2 separate regions of the Neogale vison genome follow, and region 1 is linked to region 2. The links are chromatin contacts, called in public Hi-C maps. All regions are on one chromosome and are shown on one strand. Each heading gives the region's core, a stretch centred on a gene start, on an enhancer-like site or on the middle of the called end of the contact. The rest is flanking DNA. Distances are from core to core; before and after follow the strand shown.

Region 1 (3,851 bases), core at 825-3,324, 130 kb after region 2:
CCACATTCGAGGAAGAGACTCTTGCATGAAATACCAGCATTTTTATGAGTATTTCCCATGTGTGTTCTTTCTCTTGTATTTTTGTCAACCCCATCCCTGTGCGCCTCTTCTTTCCTTTTAATATATATGCCTGTGTAGGGGAAAAAACGAAAATTTGCACTTACGTTATACTCCTGAAACGCAGGGTGTAGTCTGTGTGTGTTTCAGAAACCATTTCCGTTCTTTTCTCCGTCAGTCCATTGCTTAAGTGACAAGTTCAGGTGCTTGTGGCACAGACGTGTGTATGGTGGGGAGGAGGAGAGCAGCCTGCCCTTCTGTAGCCTGTGAAAGTCAGTTACATGTAAGAAAAAGTGAAAAAGATGAACAGTTGCCAAAGTCATTTATTCAGTCCTTAGTTTTCTTATGTGACCCTCCGGATCTGCGAGTTGGCAGGCAAGCCCCCTCAGGTGCTGGTCCCCCCCCCCCCCCGCCGCCACCTGCCACAGACCTTCGATGTGTACACGCGGGGCGCGCAGTGTCCATCAGATCATCAAGACGAGGTATGTATGAGGTATTCTTGTCGGGTTAGCAGTGGACTGGATACAATTTACTTTTTACTCTGTTGTTATTAATACTGCTCTTTATCTCATTTGTGCTGTCGCATACCCTCTGTTAAAAAAGAAAATCACATGGCCTCCGATGACCAAGATGCTAAGTGATGATTGATACTAAATGATGATTACAACTGGCTAATAAGATCCTTTTTCTATACAAGGGTGTGTGCATAATTGGAATTGATAGGAGAAATTCATTTGTAACCACTTGTGATATTGCACAGCAAACACAGATACCTACAGATTGTTTTCTTTTTCTTGTGATCTTTATCTATGATAATGACCTTTGTAGATTGGTTATTTCTGTACTTTGTTTATCTGTAATAAATTTGTAGATCCTGTGAAATGTTATTTTGCCTAAATCACTTGAGACTTGAGTCTTTAATAACAAAGCATCAATATTCACTAAAGTCAATCTCTTTTGAGTTTCTGTGACTTGGCTAGAAGCTCTTGACACTAAGGGATTAGTGTTCATTTTCCCTGGGGGGCGTTCCACTAGGGCATTACTGTATAATGACTTGATGTTGCCACATAGACTTCAAGATATATGATATTTTGGGGGTTTTGTTGAATGGCCTATGTTTTACTGCATAGTGTGAAACGTGTAAAGCTTGGTTAACCTGTATATAGATAGCTTGTTGTTGACTAGTTATAGTATATTTAGGATTGCCTGGAATTTTAAGCTTCTTACTACTGTGTGTGCTGGTAGGAACATAAATTTTTGTACATTATATTTACTGAGATGTTGCCTTTTTTTATTTTACAAATACTTTGAAATTCAGATGTGTTTTTTGCTTCCGTGAGGATTAATTTGGAAAGGTTCTTAATGACATTCCACTGACTTCAGATTTTGCTTGAGATTGACTTCAATAAATTGTCCTGTATGTTCCAAATCAAACTGTGGACTTGTTCATTGCCTGTAGTTTCTTGCCACAACTGCTGGGCGAGAGGTCATAATGGGGAGAGCAGGCACCCGGTGCCGGCCAATGACCCGAGGTCCTTCAGAATGCTGTCGCAAATAAGCTTGGAGCCTATAACGTGGGGTTTGGTCGTGTTTTCACAGAGGGAAAGTCCTTGGAGAATGAATGTTGCTTCTTGCTTAGGGTGGTGGGAGACTATGGAGCGAACGGCGGGAAGGGGAGATGTGCGTCACTCTCGTCCCGGCGACTCAGCCGACTCCGCGGAGGCCTGCCGGTCGGCCAGACGCCGGGCGCCGGCTCGTGGTCGGTGTCCCCTGGAATGGCACTGCGGGCGCCTCCTTCCTGCTGCCAGCTGGGGCTCTCAGAGCGCCGCCGAGGGATCGCCGACCCGCCAGGGCAGGGAAGTGGCTGCCACGCCTTCCTCGGGTGCAGTTCGCCCAGCGTCCGCCAGCCCGCGCCCCCGAGCCTCCGAGGCCCGGCCTCCCACCACCGGGACGGCCCTCCCCGGGGCGGCCTCGCCTCCCGCCGCTGCCGCCAGAGCTGCCACGTCAGCGCGGCGTCTGTTTGGCTGACGGCAGGATGGGGAAGGTGGCGGCCCTCGGTGCCGAGCTGGGCGTGCGGCTCGCCCTGTTCACGGCCTTCCTGTAAGCGTCCTGCCGCTCGAACCCCGCGGCCCGCACCCTTGGGCCGTCCCCCCCCCACCCCCCTCCCCGAAGGCGGCTGGCGGCCGGGCAGCCCCTGCCTCGGCCCGGGGCTCCCAGTGCAGGGGCGGGCAGCGGTGGGAAGTCCCGACGAGCGGCCCGGCCGGAAGCAAACCAACATGCTCTGCACATTTTTGTTTCCCCTCTAGGGTAACGGAGCTCCTCCCTCCCTTCCAGAGGCTGATCCAGCCAGAGGAGATGTGGCTTTACCGGAATCCGTATGTGGAAGCCGAGTATTTCCCCACCAAGCCCATGTTTGTGCGTGGAGAACTAGCCTTCCTTCTGACCCTTAATGTTTAGGACGAGCTCGATGCTAGGGAGCAGGCGGCGGTCCCTCTGGCTCCAGGGTGATCCCCACGAAAGACGTGGGGAGCGTCTTGCTCCCTTAGATGAGGGGCTCAAACTTCTTGTTTCCTTATGATAACGATCCAAATTGAGAGCGCAAGATGCCAGTTTTGGCCCAAAAGACACGTACTGTAAGCTCTGCTCCTTAGGATGGATTGAGGTACCGGTCACTTAAGAGTAATGGCTGATGGCTGTGGCGTTCCTGGTGGAGCAGGTGCTGCCCCGTCAACCCACAGATGCTGCCACGGCGAACACTGACAGGGCCCCGCTAGGTCTGACCTGTGACTTCTGTCCCCTCCATCCCTCCTCCCTGTCGGCACTGCTTGAACCACTAGCCATGTGGTTTTACTGGGGGTTTGGTTTGGTTTTTTTTTTTTTTTAACCTCTACTAACCTCTGTTTCAGGTCATTGCATTTCTTTCCCCACTGTCCCTGATCCTCTTGGCCCGATGTCTCAAGAAGGCTGGTGCGACCGACAGCAAACAAGCCTGCCTGGGTAAGAACGAGCCCTCCCTGGCTGGGCTGGTCTCTGTCTCCTCAGTGCTGGCATCTCAGCCACTGGAGGTGTGACCTCTGCCTGTGGAGGCCACGGAGTTCTATGTTTCTAAAGTCATCCTGTCTCCCCTGTACCCGCATTGTCACCCGTGAGAAAGCTGGCACTCTGAGAACACAGTTGACCTCCGAGGTGAACAATGTGCTGAATGACTGGTACCCCAGAAATGTATTCGGCCTAGTCCAGAAGCGCTCTCTGTACTCCACCACGTTCAGGCCTAGAATGATTTTTCTGCTCAGCTCTGGCTAGAGCCTGACCGTTCTATCTCAAAAAGACCATGGCAGGGGCGCTGGCGTGGCTCAGTCGTTAAGCGGCTGCCTTTGGCTCAGGTCATGATCCCAGTGTCCTGGGATTCATCCGTGCATCGGGCTCCCTGCTCCGCGGGAAGCCTGCTTCTCCCTCTCCTACTCCCCTGCCTCTGTTCCCTCTCTCACTGTGTCTCTCTGTCAAATAAATAACATCTTTTTATTTTTAAAAAAATTTATTTATTTGACAGACAAGAGCAGGAACACGAGCAGTGGGAGTGGGAGAGAGAGAGGGGGAAGCAGGCTCCCTGCTGAACAGGGAGTCCGATGTGGGACTCCATCCCAGGACATTGGGATTATGACCTGAGCAGAAGGCAGCCGCTTAATGACTGAGCCACTCAGGCACCCAATAAATAAAATCTTTAAAGAAAAAAAAAGACCACAGCTGCTCTCTTGATGAGACCATGATCATGCAAGTCCTCCTAGGCAAAACCC
Region 2 (3,605 bases), core at 696-3,195:
AAAGTTCATATAAATATTGCAGGGTAAGTGGGGATTCCATGGCTTACCTTGTCCGGGCAATAGCTAAGACTGTTTTATAATTGTAGAAGGCCATACTTATATTTGTCTCAACTAGTCAACATAGGAACCTAGACAGAAGGATTAAGTAAACAATTCAGTATTTTAAGAACACATCAATTATAAAGATACCAGGATTTCAGTGTTTACTACTGCAGAGGTAGAAAATTTCCATATTCCGTTCAAGGTGTAAAATCTCTCTCAAGATCATTTCCAACAATCATGAATGTCTTCTCAGCTTGGATTTGAGAATCCCAACAAATAGACATCATCTCTAACATCATGGTGCTCATGATGGTGATATGGTCTTTAAAGACTTTTTAATTTCTGGTCATTAACACCCAGTAACCTACTTGAATGGTTGCCAGGTATTTTTTTTTTTTTTTAAGATTTTATTTGTTTATTTGACAGAGATCACAAGTAGGCAGAGAGGCAGGCAGAGAGAGAGAGAGGGAAGTAGGCTCCCCGCTGAGCAAAGAGCCCGATGTGGGGCTCTATCCCAGGACCCTGAGACCATGACCCTAGCCAAAGGCAGAGGCTTAACCCACTAAGACACCCAGGTGTCCCGGCTGCCAGGTATTTAAGAAGTTAAGCAATACACACTTATTTGTAGCCTAAAAATACAGGTAGAATAAAATATCCTGGATTTGTTTCAGTTAGCTTTTTCCCATACTTGGCCAAGTTGCCCCAAACTTTTAAAGATGAAAAGCAGGGGTGCCTGGCTGGCTAAGGTAGTAGAGCATGCAAGTCTTGATCTCAGGGTCATGAGTTCAAGCCCCATGTTGGGCACAGAGCCTACTAAACAAACAGAAAAAAGTATTCACTGACCACATTTACGTAGCAGTGAAGATAATACATGGTACCTACTAATCGTTCAAGTGGAGGTAAATTGGTTTCCTGTACTGATGATTCTCCAAAGAGTCCAAACTGAGCTATCTTTAAGCAAGCTTTTTCAAAACCTTTCTCCATCCTGTAGTCCTTTTCAGCCAAGGGCAGCAAGGTGTTTTTTGGTAGTATCTCTTAGCGTCAACTTTGCTTTCCTGCAGCTGGAAAAGGCGCAGACCAGGGTGCTCTCCTGGATGGAAACCTCAACCACAGAGCTGACATTTTGAACGGGAGTTCAGAAAATACTTCGGACCGTCTAAACCCAGGCTAAGGGAGGGTGGTCTCCTGCTGGAGGCAAGCCACACCCGATCAGGCGGTTAACCTGCTCTCCGGCCCCAGGGCAGTCCCGCCCGGAGCGGTGGGTAACCACTTCCTAGGCGGGGCCGGCCAGGAGCCCCGCCTGCGCCTTCGCACCGCCCACGCCCATACGCGGGGCCCCAGGCTCCCCGGGTTACCTTGCTTCTGGCCCTTGACGACACAGGGGCAAAACGCACCGTCGGCTTTTGTGCACGTAGTGTGTTGGTGGACTGTATGCGGCAGTGGGGTGGGGGTGGGGGGGCGGTTCTTTGTGTTTGGGTGCGGGGATGGTGCAGGCACGGGGAGGACAACCTTGTTGGCGATCCAGGTTTATGGAAGGAGAAGCCGGGCGCCGGGTACGGAAGAGAAAGGAGGTAGCGAAGCACGGAAGGAGGGGAAATGGAGGTTGAGCTCCAAAGCTGGGGGGCGGGCAGGGGCACGAGGTCATGGGCTTGAGGCGAGTGCGGTGGGGAACTGGAAGCTGTCGGGAAACCTGGGCCCTGATGGGAAGAGCAGGATGCGGAGGGAGCGGGCTCCGGAGTAAAAAAGGCAGGCGAGGTCCACCAAGTAACAGCCTAAGGACTTGGCCAGCCCACCCCTACCTCCTCGGGCCGGCTCTCCAGAACGGCTCCCTCAGTCCTCCAGTCCCTTCCCAAACCTCCCTTGCCCAGGTCCCCAGCTAGAGGGGCCCCAGAAGTCTCTATGGCTCCACCTCTTTCCTATCCCGTTACGTCACTCTGAGTGACGACACCACCCACCAATGAGCTCTCAGATTATGGGGCGGGAGGGCGTTCTTCGGTGCGGCAGCCCTGGAGGTAGCCAAGGTCCAGTTCCCACCGGCAAAATGAATTCTCTGTTGGGTTTAGTTTAAGCAGAGTCTGTCTTGCGGCAGGGGGCAAGACTGACGCTTTTCCGCCTGTCTCCACTCTCTGGCGTGTAGGCTAACGTCCCCGAAAATGCTTGTTGAAGGCTAGATTAAAGAACCTCTCACCCTACCGATAGCGTAATATGCCTGATAGTCGCCATGGTAACCATCTTAAAGTCACGAATTACATCACTTTGATGTACTCTCCCCACCCCCAACCCCTACAAATCAACAACTGCCGGGGTTGGGATGGCGCGGAGAGCTCTGCGGAGAGGGAGTGGCAGAAAGGGCGGGAATGGTTAGGAAAACCCCGCTTTCCCTTCTCCGGGGCCTGAGAGTGGAATGCTGTGAAATCCTCATGTGGAAATCTGAATTCCACTAAAGTAATTTGCTTTATAAATGCTCGCTTAACAGGTATAGTTTGTGATCAGTAGTTTGTGGAGAAATCTCAAATAACATTTAAGATATATATTCTAGTAACTGTGCAGTGACGTAGGTACTGCAGGTTGGGGCACTTCAGTTCCTAGGTTGGGTAACTGAGCCGTCTTGGAAAAGTGATAGATATAGAAATGTTCTCGCTCTCCTGTTATCTCTACCCATCCGTTTCATCTGGCTCTAGAAGGAAAACAAAATGTTTAGTGGATCCGCTTGGACTACCAGACAACAAGGAATCGTTTTCACAGGGAGAGTACTTAACACGTGAGCTGACCACAGAACTCACTCATCTGGGCTGCACATTTGTAAGAATGAAAGATGGCGGGTATTCAATTTCAGGTTTTGTGCTGTTGTTGTTGTTGTTGTTGTTGTTTATGTAGACCGCTTTTAATCTACAAAGCATTTTTCGGCTTAAAACCAAATGGATCAACCGTGTTAAATAGGCAGAACTTTTCATTTTGGCCACTAGAGGGCCCTTTGTGCATGTTGGATGCCCGAGTTTCCACATAAAGGTTTCACTTCACGTTCTATGTTTACTAGAATTAACAAAATCTACAAAGCCTTGGTCTCTCTCCCTTTCCTTTCCTGAAAATTTCCGATGGCAAATTTTGAGCTTTAAGAGTCTAGATAGTTATAATTTTCACATTAATTCCACAGATTAAATCACCGCACAAACATGAACATGTACTTTTCTGGAAAAGATCATAAAGATGCAAAAATATGCCTTTCAGTTCCCTGGGAGACATTTTATACCAGGAAATATTCTTATTCATGCATTGTATTCATTTACAAACAGGCACAGTAAAATCATTAAGTATTCATAAACCAGATGAATGATTCCAAGTTCAGTATTGGAAAGATGAGCTAGATTTTCTACTACTGTCATGTGTCAGCAGCAATCCTATTATAAAAAGGGAAGGGTTAAGAAACTTTCTGTTGAAATCCGTTCGTTCAAAGCAATGTTTGCTTTCTGCTATCAGGTCTGGCAATTTTTTGACTTTCAAGATTAAGTGATTTATCATGTAAGGAGTTTTTGGATATAATCTTTGGAAGAGAAACAAAAAAT

The links. A called contact is a pair of places that touch in the nucleus more often than the background predicts.
Region 1: a Hi-C map of fibroblasts shows a contact between it and region 2, with 4 times the contacts expected there. The contact joins the promoter of PLPP5 here to the promoter of LETM2 in region 2. A contact is called at or near these places in 2 of 3 Hi-C or Micro-C datasets (fibroblasts and muscle).

The regions. Positions count from the first base shown.
Region 1 is chr11:177,725,565-177,729,415 of ASM_NN_V1, forward strand. PLPP5 (phospholipid phosphatase 5) reads left to right here and starts at 2,075. Exons shown (of 7, transcript XM_044225375.1): 1 at 2,075-2,157; 2 at 2,364-2,472; 3 at 2,964-3,054. The coding sequence starts at 2,093. NSD3 (histone-lysine N-methyltransferase NSD3) reads left to right here. Exons shown (of 23, transcript XM_044225369.1): 23 at 1-1,486. DDHD2 (phospholipase DDHD2) reads right to left here. Exons shown (of 20, transcript XR_006380989.1): 18 at 488-648; 19 at 165-321.
Region 2 is chr11:177,596,069-177,599,673 of ASM_NN_V1, forward strand. LETM2 (LETM1 domain-containing protein LETM2, mitochondrial) reads right to left here and starts at 1,946. Exons shown (of 11, transcript XM_044225365.1): 1 at 1,842-1,946; 2 at 48-128. The coding sequence starts at 94.